3 separate regions of the Mus musculus genome follow, and all the other regions are linked to region 2. The links are chromatin contacts, called in public Hi-C and HiChIP or PLAC-seq maps. All regions are on one chromosome and are shown on one strand. The core of a region is the stretch at or near the end of the contact, and the rest is flanking DNA. Distances in the headings are between cores, read along the strand shown. Region 1 has its middle 140 kb from the start of Mir682. Region 2 holds the start of Ell2 (elongation factor for RNA polymerase II 2). Region 3 has its middle 190 kb from the start of Mir682.

Evidence for each region. Hi-C and Micro-C count contacts between places; a contact is called where the count stands out from the background. HiChIP or PLAC-seq counts read pairs in DNA pulled down with a chosen protein or histone mark.
Region 1: an HNF4G HiChIP or PLAC-seq map of pancreatic cancer cells shows a contact between it and region 2. The contact joins the enhancer-like site here to the promoter of Ell2 in region 2. A contact is called at or near these places in 6 of 39 promoter capture datasets (the 3T3-L1 cell line, 3T3-L1-derived adipocytes, embryonic stem cells and 1 more), 1 of 15 datasets of contacts at CTCF or cohesin (pro-B cells), 1 of 484 Hi-C or Micro-C datasets (adipose-derived mesenchymal stem cells) and 3 of 115 datasets of contacts at active chromatin or transcription factors (the 230-238 cell line, pancreatic cancer cells and stem cell-derived neural progenitor cells).
Region 3: a Hi-C map of epidermal suprabasal cells shows a contact between it and region 2, with 4 times the contacts expected there. The contact joins the enhancer-like site here to the promoter of Ell2 in region 2. A contact is called at or near these places in 9 of 39 promoter capture datasets (the 3T3-L1 cell line, the C10 cell line, embryonic stem cells and 2 more), 2 of 15 datasets of contacts at CTCF or cohesin (large pre-B cells and pro-B cells), 2 of 484 Hi-C or Micro-C datasets (the G1E-ER4 cell line and epidermal suprabasal cells) and 9 of 115 datasets of contacts at active chromatin or transcription factors (bone marrow-derived dendritic cells, embryonic limb bud, embryonic stem cells and 4 more).

The regions. Positions count from the first base shown.
Region 1 is chr13:75,498,744-75,503,256 of GRCm38.p6, forward strand. No RefSeq gene overlaps it. Among named protein-coding and RNA genes, the nearest start is that of Mir682, 140 kb to the right of the region's middle. Within about 2 kb of position 2,983, at least 5 of the 459 cell types and tissues checked have an H3K27ac peak or open chromatin away from gene starts, as enhancers often do. A contact at or near this core is called in pancreatic cancer cells, where this site is marked.
Region 2 is chr13:75,705,911-75,710,042 of GRCm38.p6, forward strand. Ell2 (elongation factor for RNA polymerase II 2) reads left to right here and starts at 1,574. Exons shown (of 12, transcript NM_138953.2): 1 at 1,574-1,887. The coding sequence starts at 1,741. It overlaps 1700037F03Rik (a long non-coding RNA gene), which reads right to left and starts at 1,247. Exons shown (of 3, transcript XR_873683.1): 1 at 1,169-1,247.
Region 3 is chr13:75,457,389-75,461,491 of GRCm38.p6, forward strand. No RefSeq gene overlaps it. Among named protein-coding and RNA genes, the nearest start is that of Mir682, 190 kb to the right of the region's middle. Within about 2 kb of position 2,818, at least 20 of the 459 cell types and tissues checked have an H3K27ac peak or open chromatin away from gene starts, as enhancers often do. A contact at or near this core is called in the G1E-ER4 cell line, epiblast stem cells and epidermal suprabasal cells, where this site is marked.

The DNA of each region.
Region 1 (4,513 bases), core at 1,733-4,232, 210 kb before region 2:
CAGCTTGATCACTAATTAAGAAAATGTCTTACAGCTGGATCACATGAAGACATTTCCTCAACTTAAGGTCCTTTCTCTGTGATAACTCTAGCTTGTGTCAAATTGACACACAAAACCAGCCAGTACATCTTGACAAAATGATGGTAAAGTTCCATTGCTGAAGATAGCACTTATATAACAAATTGAACATAGAGAAGTCATGCTAGGGCCTTCATCCCTACTGATTCACATTCATGGTGTTGGAAGTTACTCTGCACACTACTACAGGAGAAAGATAAGCATGAACCCAACTACAAACCCTTTGATCTATAGTGGTAACCAGTCTGAATGGTATAATTGTTCTTTAATGACATAGAAGTTGTGGGAGTCACCAACCACTATCTAATTGGATTTAAGGCCTCAGTTCATGAGATGGAATTCATGGCAGACACTGTTGGGGGTGGCTAAGAACCTGAGACTAGATAGTCCATGGACCAAGACTACTGTTCTATTAAAAAGACATTGGTATAAAATGATGTCTAACTACATTCTGCTATAACTATAGATCTGTATTTTGCTCAGCCAGCATCAGAGAAACTTCCTCTGGAAGATAGGAACAAATAAACAAACCCACAACTAGACAATATGGAGAAAGTAAGAGACCTTGGAATATTCAGTACTAAAAGTTTTTCTTCATCACCTCCCCCCGCGCCCCCCCCCCCCCAGGCCAGGGTTCAAAGAATTGTATAGATGATGAGGCAGAAAAATTGTAAGAGTCAGTCAAGATGAAAGACACCAAGGAAACAAAGGCCTTTTAGACACAACAGGACTGATGTAAATACAAGGTCACAGAGAAAGTCTGCACAGATACAAACATTGAAAAGACTGGACGGGAGCTGCCATCCTTAATCCAATTGACAACCAGTCACAAAATAAAAACCAGTTTTCTCCAATGAAGTCTTACTGGGTATACAAACCACACTTAAGGGAGGCCCCATGCCCAGCACAGGAAATGGTCAATACAAACTGAATTCAAGGTAAGTTTTGGAGATGTTTTGTTTCAAAATCCTTTCTTTGGGCTTTTTAAAAAATTATTTCTTACTTGCCTTTTGCTTATCTGTTATGGTTTCAGATTTTGTTTTTATAGTATTTTGGTGTATCTCTGTGTGTGTGTGTGTGTGTGTGTGTGTGTGTGTGTGTGTGTGTACAATTATGTCTGCATGTGTATGTCTGTATTTTTATTTGTTTTGGGTTTTTTTTTTCTTTCTTCTTTTCTCTGTTTGGTTAATATGCTAGCTTTTGGGGGGGGTGGTGTTGTTTTGCTTTTAATGTCCTCTTTAGTGTTTTGTTTTGTTTTGTTTTCTGAAGAAAGAGAGAAAGAAGGTATGGGGTTAGTTGGCTGGGGAGGATTTGAAAGAAGGTAAGGAAAGAAAAAAACAGGACCAGAATATACTATATGAAAAAAGTATTTTCAATAAAAATATTTAAAATTTAAAACAAATAAAGGAAATATCATTGTTATAAGAAATAAAGAATTTTGACCAACAAGTGTTAACAGGTAACTAGAATTGAGAGTAGAATTCTCTACTGTGGGCCAGGTGTCTTGTCATGAAGGACTGGCAGTGAGAAGACAAATACTTTCAAGGTTTATTTACTACATGTCTCTCTCCCTCCCTCTCTCTCTCTCTCTCCCTCCCTCCCTCCCTCCCTTTCTCTCTCTCTCTCCCTCCCTCCCTTTCTCTCTCTCTCTCTCTCTCTCTCTCTCTCTCTCTCTCTCTCTCTCTCTCTCTCTCTCTCTCTCTGACATTGGTCATATATAACTGTGAACCATCCAAATTACAAATCCAAGATGTAGGTAAGATGGACCCAGCAGTGCAATAATGGCATGCTTGTTTTAGGTGCAACCAACCACCCTGTCTTTGTATTTGAGGCCTATTCTACAGGAGTGACCCCATGCTTGTTCATAAACCTGGTTAAAATACTATTTTTTAACTTGCATGGTGTCATAGTGCTTTACAAATATTTGTTTATACCCATAGACAAAAGTCTCTCAACCCTAATCAGAGAAACCTCTCTTTGCAGTGAATGATAGTAAATGCATAGATTCATGGCTGCTGAAGATGCTGAAAATAAGTGCCAGTTGAGAATTCTACCCTAAATAAGACATTTACATTACCCTCTCCAAGGCTCAAGGAACATTGCTAAACAAGGTATGGGATTTACATAACAGTTGGAAGATAAAGTGAAAGACTATGAAATGTCATCTTTTTAATGTAAAAGGTGACACAACTGTTGGAGTCATGAACTCTTAAATGTGACTATTTTCAATGGCCCTGCACAAGTCTAGAGCTGCCAACAATCAGTCATGGAAGGGGCAGGGCCTCATGGGGCTCTACCACTTATTGCTGAACTATTGGCTATTGATAGATTCTAGAGGAAGAAGTCATTTACTTTAGTTATATACTCAATGCTGAACCCACCAGAATCCAACACATATAGCTTCAAAACCATGGCCACACAGAGGGCACTGATTAAATTCAATGGGTCACAAAACTAAAAGACATGAATGTGAGAAAGTGACATATATGTAAGAAGAGGTTAAACAGGGGTAATAGAAAGTTGAAAGAATAGTTAATATCTATTATATATACATGTGAAATGGTCAGTGGACAAATTTAATTAATAATACATTCTTTAAGGCAAGTGAGATGCATTAGTTTGTAAAGGTGCTTGCTAACAAGCCTGAAAACCTGAGTCTGAGCTTAGTGACCTACATGGTAGAAGAAGAGAACTGACTTTTTAAAGTTATTCTGAGTGTGAGAGGCACACCTACACAGAGAGAGAGAGACAGAGACAGAGAGACAGAGAGAGACAGAGAGAGATGGAGACAGAGAGACAGAGACAGACATAGAAGAAACAAAGAATCGTTTTGGTGGGGGGAAATAGTCTTGGCATACATATGTAAATGTTCCTGTGGCTATATGTAAGATTCCTCAGGTTGCACAATCACAATTCAAATTCCATTTCTCACTGTTGATAACATTCCATTGTCTTTTCTCAGCCCAGGGAGAGGCTTTTGCTGAATTCCTTTCTCTACTTCACGAATCTGCCAAACAGGGTATTTAAAATTTTTGTTTTGTTTTTAAGACAAGGTTGCATTTAGTCAAGGCTGGATTTGAACTTCCTATGAAGCTGAGGATGGCTTCGAACTTCTGACTTTCTATCTTCCAATAGGCCTAGTCATTTCTAATTTATTCAGTGCTGGAGATTGAACACACAGCTTCATCCATAATAGGCAAGTACTATAGCAGCTGAGGTGCACCCCTGCCTTGGTCTTTAGTCTTTTACGTGAAATTTTATTAAACAAGGAAGACTCTGATTACAGGAAAGATATCTCAAAGTCAAAAAGTATAGAGGAACTTGGTCCTAGGCCTTGTCTGCTCTTCTAGGCCATTAAAAAAATAATAATTTACTCCCTCATTAAGTATGCACACAGCTCCACTTCACTCCTCCTATCTTCATAGGAGATAAAGAGATTTAAATCTTTTCTAGTGATGCTACATTTCTGAAGATGGGTGCTTTAATCTCCCTTGATTAAAAACAAAAACAACCAACAACACGAATGGCCTTTTAAGTGATGTCAAAAGACTGGCATACAGATTTAGACATAGCATAACAGGTTTTAAAGGAGATCTGATTATATCATCCTCTAACTTTTTACCAAAGGTACCCAAGTCATAACTATTATAATCAATACTGCTTAGAAAAAAAACTTCACAATATTTGAAATTGTGTAAATTTTTTCTGCCTAGTGAAGGTTTGCTCCATTTTCTGAAAGATGTCAGTTTGTCATCTGAGTCACTGTCACCAAAGTCACATTGTTCTTGTAAAAATAATGGAGAGAAGCAGACATCTGCAATGTTATTCTCAGCATAATTGTTTCCAAATGGACCTTGAAGTGATTCCCAGCTTTTCACGTTCCTCTGCCAGGGATGGTCACTTTAGTGTCAGAGTCTTACTACTGAACAATTTCTTCCCAATAAAAAGTGATTCGTGATAGTTCCTCACAGGATCATATCATCCTGAAAATTTGCTTCATCTCACTAAGAGCAGAGAAGGAATCAGGATTCTTTATGCTGTCTTACAGCTGACTTCCAGTGATATCTACATGTCCCTATTCACCTTTCCTACCGCCACATGTATGGAACAAAGCCATTTAAGTTTAGCATTCTCTGAATGTCTGTCTGTTTTATGAAGGTTTGGAAACTCAACAATAATATGACCAATCTCATATTCTCTGTATAATCTACTCAGTATGTGAATAAAAATGTGTAAACCACCTTAGAGGAGATATAAAATAAATGAATGCAGTATATCTGTATATGCAGCTATACCTTACTGTTATGACAAGTGTGTACCAAATACATATAATAAGTTAAAAACTGTAAGTGCTAGGACTAATAGAGAAACAAAGGATTAGTCCTTCAGAGAGTGTCTTAGTTAGGGTTTTATTGATGTGAACAGTCAGTATGAC
Region 2 (4,132 bases), core at 324-2,823:
AGAAAGACGATGGTAGGGCTTTACAATAATGAATGTCTCGATTTTTAAAACAAAAAGGGATATCTTCTTTTTTTTTTTTTTTTTTGGTTTTTCGAGACAGGGTTTCTCTGTATAGCTCTGGCTGTCCTGGAACTCACTTTGTAGACTAGGCTGGCCTTGAACTCAGAAATCTGCCTGCCTCTGCCTCCCGAGTGCTGGGATTAAAGGCATGTGCCACCACGCCCGGCCAAAAAGGGATATTTGTACAGAGTGCCTATCCCTGCTTTTAAATCTTTCACTTGTTTGTTTGTTTGTTTAGTTTTTGCTCTTGTTTTCTGAGACAGGGCTTGGTTTGAAGCCCAGGCGGGCCTAGAACCTACCTTCCACAGTCAATCTCCCAGCCTCAACTTGGCAATTGTTTGCTTTTTGTCTTGTGTTTCTGATCAGCCAATTAATTGACCTTCTCAGGGGAAACCTATCTAGTCTATCCGCACACAGCTTAAAGAGGATTGCTGTAGGCACCCTCCTTTAGCCATGCCCACACACAGTGTAAACTGAAGTGGAAACTAAGCCAAGCCTCCTTACACTTTGGCCTCTACCTCCTCCATTTAAACTCAGTAAGACCTCCTAGCCTAAATAAAACCAATGAAAGACACAGATCTCAAAGAAGACTCAGAGAATGGGTGGTATCATTGTTTCTTTTTACCTACCTCAAGGTCAGTTATACTCTTCAAGGGCCTTTGAAAGAAGAAACCCCGAACAGTATGGTTTCCCCATGACCCATAAAAAGGCATAACCCTGATCATATGATGAGCTCCAGTGCATATTCTATTCCTTTGAAGTCACATACATGTATGAGTTGATTTTGAAAGACTCTAAGGTCCAACTCTATTTATTGTATCATGACCACCACTCAAAACACATTTAATGCACTGGTATAATTTTGTGCTTAAGTTTTCCACACAGTCTCACACAACTACTGAAGACTACAGCTGACTTGGTAATTTCAAGTCTGGAATTAAAAATAAACAAACAAACAAACAAACAAACAAATAAATAAACCTTTGTGCCACCCCAGTACTGAACTTCCTTTTAAGGAAAAGCTCTCTTGAGACAGCCTACGGTGTCTGCACCACAGAGCATATCAAGACCCAAAGCTTGTGCAGCTGTCAGGAAACAAAATCCGTACTTGGTCATCTGTCCTGCCTTCACCCCTACCGAATGGGGATCTTCACTTCGTACCGCAAGAACAGGTTGACCTATGTGTTCGGTCCACTATTACCTCTCAAGGGGCGGGGCTCCGACTTAGGCTCACTTGGTAACCTTGACACCCAATTAGCAGGGTTCTGCCCCAAATCGGTCCAGCCAATCGCCGCAGGAGAGCCAAGACGAGACATGACGTCAGATAAGATTAACTCGACGCGTCACCCCGACGTCAACCTCTCCTCTGTCGGACGTCCCGTCCTGAGAGCAAAACTCCTGCGACTTTGGGCCCCGCCCCCTTGAGGTGAAGAGCAGCCAATGAGGGAGGCTCTGTGGGGATTCAGACCAATGAACAGAGTCCAGGGCGGGGTGCGGGCTCGAGGGTGGGGCGGCCCGCAGCTGTGGAAGCCCGAGGTCTAGCTGCGCGCAGTATATGACAGTACGTCAGCAGCGGGATGGCCGTAGCTGTGGCGGCGGCTGCAGGAGCCCGAGCAGCCGCGGCCGCAGTGGAGGCTGGAGCCCGAGCGGCGTCCGCGGTGGCACCCCGGGGAGTTTAAGATGGCGGCGGGGGGGGCTGCGGGACTGCGGGAGGAGCAGCGGTACGGGCTGGCGTGCGGGCGGCTGGGGCAGGACAACATCACCGTGCTGCATGTGAAGCTCACCGAGACGGCGATCCGGGCGCTGGAGACTTACCAGAGCCACAAGGTGAGCGGCCGGCCGGGCAGCGCTCGGGGAGGCGGCGGCCACTGATCTTTCTGCCGGGCGCCTGGCGCCGCGCCGGTGGGGCGCTGGCTCCCGCTGCTGCCTCCGCACCCGCCGAAGGGAACGAGGCCAGCCGCGGGCGCCGACGCCGCGGTCCGGGGCCTCTGGATCGAGGGCGCGGGCGGGCGGCCCCTTGTGGCGGGGTCGGCCTGGCCGGGGCTGCGCGGCCGCTGCGGGACTTTCCGACAGCCGCCCGCGGGGTTTCTGGCTTGTTTGGTCCGGAGGAGGAACCGGGTCCTTTGGGAGAGAAGTGTGGCGATCGCCTTACCCTCGGAGGGGGCGCACGGAGCTACCAGTAAAGAAGCGAGGGTCGGAGGCCGCGAGCGGTCAGAGTTTTCTGGGAAACGCGGAGGGATGGCTGAGTCGCTGAGCGAGGGGCAGCGGCACTCCGTGGGGGTGAAGACATAACTAGTACTCTCAGGGACTCGGAGACACTGGCACCCCTATTGCAGGCGAGAGTGTACATGGTGTACTCGGGAAGGCCGGGACACTGGCGCTGCGAGGAGGGGGAGGGGGACACACCTTGCACTCTCGGGGACTCGGGGACTCCAGCTCTGTGGGTTGGGTTCCCGGAGACACACCGCATACCGAGTGGCCGCAAACCGACACCTCATCTCCGGGAGAGACACCAGAAGACTCAAAATCAACTAGAGCCTGAAACAAGACGGCCGGGTCTGGGGAAAGGAATTCTCAGAAGCTCCGCGTAGCCGAAAGGCGCTCCGCGTCCTGTGCTGGCTCGCTGTCTGTTGGCGAGGAGCGAGCCCGAAGGTTGTGGGGAGACAGACGGCTGACTGGATGAGATTCTGCTCTTTTCCTGGGCCCCAGAGAGAGAAACCTGTGGTCTCCGCCTCATCCCATACTCTGAGCGCTTGACTCCACTAGAGGAAGAGGCTCCAAGGCACATACCCTGTAGCTGGAGTCCAAACCCAGGAACTTTCGCACAGAAAGGCACCGTAATGACAATTTAACCAGATGGGGGTATAAGGAAGCCGATTATGGGCATGTAAAAGGGGGTGGGGGAGTAGGGAGACGAAAGTGGACATGTTGTCGAAGGGAAAGACTATACCATATGGAAGAGCCAGGGGCATTTTGTTCAGAGAAAAGAAACAAACAGCTACACCCCACAGGATTTTCTAACAAGAAGTTCAGTGCCTACTAAAGAATATATTCCAATATGTCTCATAAAACAGGCACAGAGGGACTCGGACCTCACATACTTAGATAAAAGTGGAAAAAGAACTAACATCTGTTGAGCTCCTACTAGTGCCAGGCACTTTAAATGCATACAGAGAAAAATAGTCTTAGGCAGAGCCATCGTGAGAAGCAGAAACCTGGGCCAGCAGAGCTTCCAGAAGCTCCCACACACATGCACACACAGAGAGAACATAAACAGTTGTGTACATCTTGGGAGTATATGAGTTCACCTGACAGAAAAGGAAAGATCCAGATCATATGCTCTCAGAGGCTCCCAAAGAATTGATTGGGCACGTGTTATGCACAGAGAAGCATATGGTGGAAAGTAATGACACGTTTTGTGGAGATTAAGGGGAAGCCAACAGGGAGGAGTGCAAGTATATGGAGAAACAGACCTTCCACCCAGGGAGAAGACCTCAAATAAGGCTTGGAGAGCAGTGTAGAGCCACCAATAAAGACACAAAGATCCAAATAGCAAAACTGAATGTGCTAGTAGCTACTCTCCAGACAGGTTCACAAGCAAGAAAGAGGCCAGTACCAGCATGAAGTGGGAGGCCCATCTGGGGAAAGCCAGGCAGGAAGGCAGGGGGGCCAAGGCTGACAGAGAAACTCAGCCCTGCAAGATGGAGAGATAAGGTTGTGGGTTCCAGGGGCATAGGAAGCAATGACAGTGGGAAGAAGTGAGGTAAGGGGACATAAGGAGAGGAAGAAGAGGAGCCAAGCCCCCAATTAAAAGACAACAGAACAGACCTGGGGATATGGAAAGGCTGAGGCTGAGTTAGAGTGGTGTAGAAAGTTAACTCTGAGGGTTCGGGGCGGGGATGGGGATCACCCCCTTTAGGAAACAAAAGGCAAACTGTACAGTTAAACAGGGATATTTCACCATACACTGGTTCAGGGAATTGGTGAAGAGGTCCACTTAAAGAAAAGAGAAGGTGCTGCCCAGGATAACTGAAGTGACAGACCACCCCCGACCCCAGTGTCCAATGGGGCC
Region 3 (4,103 bases), core at 1,568-4,067, 250 kb before region 2:
GCCCTTAACCACTGAGCCATCTCTCCAGCCCCATATTTACTTTTAAAACAACCAGAATTGCCATAGAGCTATTTATATAACACATTCATTTGATAGGTTTTTCTATGAAAATTTAATAAACCACTAATAATAATATGTTAAACTCTTCCTCAAATACTCTAGCTTCAATGCAATACACATCTTACACATAGATATATTTAGAAATAATAAGCACTAGAGGAGGTCACTCATGATACAGGCTTTATTTGGTGAATCCACATTCCTTCCCCAAGCCTTCAGTAGGGCACCAGTTCATCTATTGCTTTTCTATTTCCTGAGTCAACAAGCATTTGGCACCCAAGGCAAGCCTGCATTTCCACAAGGAGTAGCAGCTGCTCCCACTGGCTGCAGTTCACATCTTCCCTCTATGATTTCGGATGTCACAGCAATCAATCTTTCCCAAGTTTTACACAAGAACAGAGTCCTAGAATAAGTGACGTCCTTCCCTGACTCCTGGCACTACCAGGGAAACTATTGTTTTATAAAAAGATAAGAAGAGAAGTAATGCTTGGTGGGTGTGGAGAAAGGGGGTTTCTCTGCAGGCCCATGCTGAGGCACCCCTTCCCCATGAGAGACCAGCTGTACCATGGTATAGTCTCGGACATTTTATTCAGGGAATGGGGAGGGGAGTTGAGAGGGTAGTAGAGTCAGAGAAAGGCAGAGAGGGAGTAGAGAAGTAGAGGCTGGTCATGAGCACCTTGGGGGTCGGGGGAGAGAAAGGAGAGAAGAGACAAGAGGACAGAGTGGGAGCAAGAAAGCAAGAGAGTAAGAGCAAAGTGGGCAGGCAGGCCCTTTTATAGTGACTCAGGCACATTTCCCTTCCTTCTCTTCTCTCCCTTGCCTCTTCCCCCCTTGCTCCCCTTCTCTCCCTATTCCCTTTCCCCCTCTCTTCACATAGTGATGGCGGGCCTCTACTTCTCTCCTCTCTCCTCTCTGCCTTTCTCTGCCTCTACTATTCTCTTAACTCCCCTCCACATGCCTTAAATAAACTATATTCTATGCTATACCATCCTGTGGCTGGTCCCTCAGGGGGAAGGGATGCCTTGGCATGGGCCCGCCGAGGCACCTCCTTTCCCCATACCTCATCACACCCCCATAGAACATATCTTATATCTCTTTATCTTTTTATAAACATATCACCCTCTATTTCATTAATCATTGCTAAAAATTTATGTGTGTATAATATATACACTCATGAATATATAAATAAAACCTATTCAGCCCATATAATGTTATTTGTATGTATATGATTTCAGAGCTGACCACTTAGTATTAGATAAACAACTGGGATGTTCTTTTCTGAAAAGGACTATTTCTTCCACTCTCTTTAGTTGCCTATCATTTTTTAGTACTGAGACCATTATAAAAAACACAATTTCTCAAACTGCAAAGAATAAGTAACCAGTGACCATGTGGTACCCAGCTCCAACCAATATATCTACAATACATCTACAACAAACACAATTCCTATATACCAAAGGTTCAGGGACTATCTTGGGTGAGAGGCAGTAAGAGCCAGAGGAACAGGGCGATTACTGTGAGACTGTCTCATAGCAATATCAGAAAAGCTCTACCGATGAGTCTCACCACCATGGCCTAATGAGATGCCTAAACAAGATCTGAACAATGACAACAACAGACATGTACACAACAGAGAGGAGGTGGAAACCTCACGGATATCAGGTGCTTCTTAACTGTAGTCAGCATGCTAGACTACACTGTCAATCCATGGCAGTGGCAGAGTGTTATCTGGGGCCAGCAGGAGCCGAATGAAGAAGGCAGGAGCTCTTTTGTTCCTTATGGCCTTTAGATTTTACCTTTTATCACAGCTTCTTTTTCCCCTCTAATATTGATCAGTTAAATACAATTTGTTTATAAAACATAGTATGTAATCCTATGTCCTAGACAAAGAAAATATCCTTGGATAATGGCAATTGAATATATATTGACTGCTATTCATATACCTCCTCATAAGCTTTATACATGCTGTTCCCTCTGCCTGGAAGGGAAGCAACTTTCAGAAAGTACTCAGCACACCTACTTCTTACTAATTCAATCCATTGAATGTCATTTCTTGAGAGGTTGATGCTGTTAGCATGTCTAAGGAGGCTTCCCTGTCCTTTAAGAACATTGCTGTAGAATTCTGTTCATGTCTACCTAGTAAAGAATGAGAGTCAGTGTGATTCAGACAGAAAGTAATTTATCTCCTCCTATCTCTACCAAGTTGAATCTGCTGCCTTCCTGTGTGGCTCCTGTCTCTAGATAAGTCCCCCACTAGCCACCTCCTCAGCTGATCCAGGCGCTTCCAAGTCCTTCCAAGTCCAAGAAGAGTTAGTCTTCTTGCTCAGGTGAGTTGAGTATCTACACTCCAAACCTAAGCTAACCTACAATTTCTCTCCCTCCGTGTTCAGGTCCTGTTCATGCCTAGGAGCTGGTTGGGAAGGCAGCTTCGTCAGCTTTCTCTCGTTCCACTTGGGTTCGGAAATAGGGGTGTGTTGGGAGGCAAAGAAGGAAGATAAGTCTGACTTGTCAGATAAGGCTTTGATGTGGGCTGTGTGCCTCTGCACCTGGGTGACAGCCAGGCCTCCTTGGCCTGTTCTTCCTGGAGTTTTAGAAACACCGCTCCCATTGTGGCAAATATCTTTCCCAGAATTACCTTATTGAGCCAGGATCCTTCTTCTTGGCCCAGGAAAGTTTCCTGCCTTCCTGCTCATTCTGAGGGCACACCTCTTATCAGATTCACCTCACTCTTCCACACATTTCTCCCTGGGGACATGCTTTCAACTGGCCTAGTCAGTCCCTTCATCACCAGATATCACTTTGAAAGCACTGCACATTCTCAGTGCTCTCAGTGTGGCAACTCTCCAAGCCTTACCTGCACCCTGGATGTCCCTGACTCCATGAAACACAGGAGAATGTATTCTCAGAATGCATGCAGAGGCCTTCCACTCTATTAAATGAGAAGGCACACAGACCCTCGATGTAGTGATGGAGACCACACAGCACCATGACAACTCTCAAGCAAGCTTTCCTACCTGAACTTGAAACTTCAAACACTGGGCCTTCTCTTCAATGCCCTGGGGTAAGATGATGGCTTACTACTTGTGGAACAGGTTTTGAGGTATCTTTTCTGCAGAGGTAGTCAGTTGGCACCTCAATTTCAAAAGCAAAGGAACTTGACACCTACTGCTTTGTTCTTTGGTGCCTCAGCCCAGAAACTGAGACCAAGATCCTGTTATTCTTGTTTGTGGTCAGTCACCCCTATTAAGGTGTAAATCCCTTGAGGCAGGGACCATGAATATTAGATTCACAGATGTATCAGCAGAGCCCAGCTGGAAGCCCTGCACTGGCTTCCAATAGGTGCTTTACAAAATGTTCTTGGATATATAATAAAATATAGAGATACCATCATTTAACTGGAGATTTTTTAAAGACAGGAGACTTTCATGTCTATCGGTACAATTTCTAATCTTATAAAAGATAACTTCTCTTCAAAGAAGCACCTGGAGGGCCTTAGTCTAAATCTTAGAGCTAAAGCTTTCATTTAACCTGCCCCCCACCCCAGTTGCCTGTGGCACATAAAGCAAATGCTTACATGAGAGTTAGCAGATTGGATTCTAGCTGGTGAGGCTAATGGCAATTCTTTGTCTCGACATGCAATGCCCATTCTGCTGACACACTCTTTTAGAGAGCTTTTGCAGGATGTGAAAGTGGCATCCAGACTCTTGACATTTAGCAAAAATTCTCGACCCCTGCAAAGAAAACGCTCCCAGTGAACCCTGACTCCAGGCTTTACCCTTATGCACCTCATTGAGCTCTCTCCACAAGGGAACAGGAAAAGAAGTGGGCAGGCATCACTGCAAATCAGGGAGGCTGATGCCACTTTCTTCATATTTGGCAAAAGAGTAGGAGGAGAAAATAAAAGCAAATTTCCCCAGATTCATCGCATGAGAAAACTGACCAAGTGCTCCAGGGTGAGGGTGGAGCACTTACTCAGCTCCAGGATGAGGGTGGAGCACTTACTCAGCACAATGGGCTAGACAACACTCCCATGTAAAAATGCT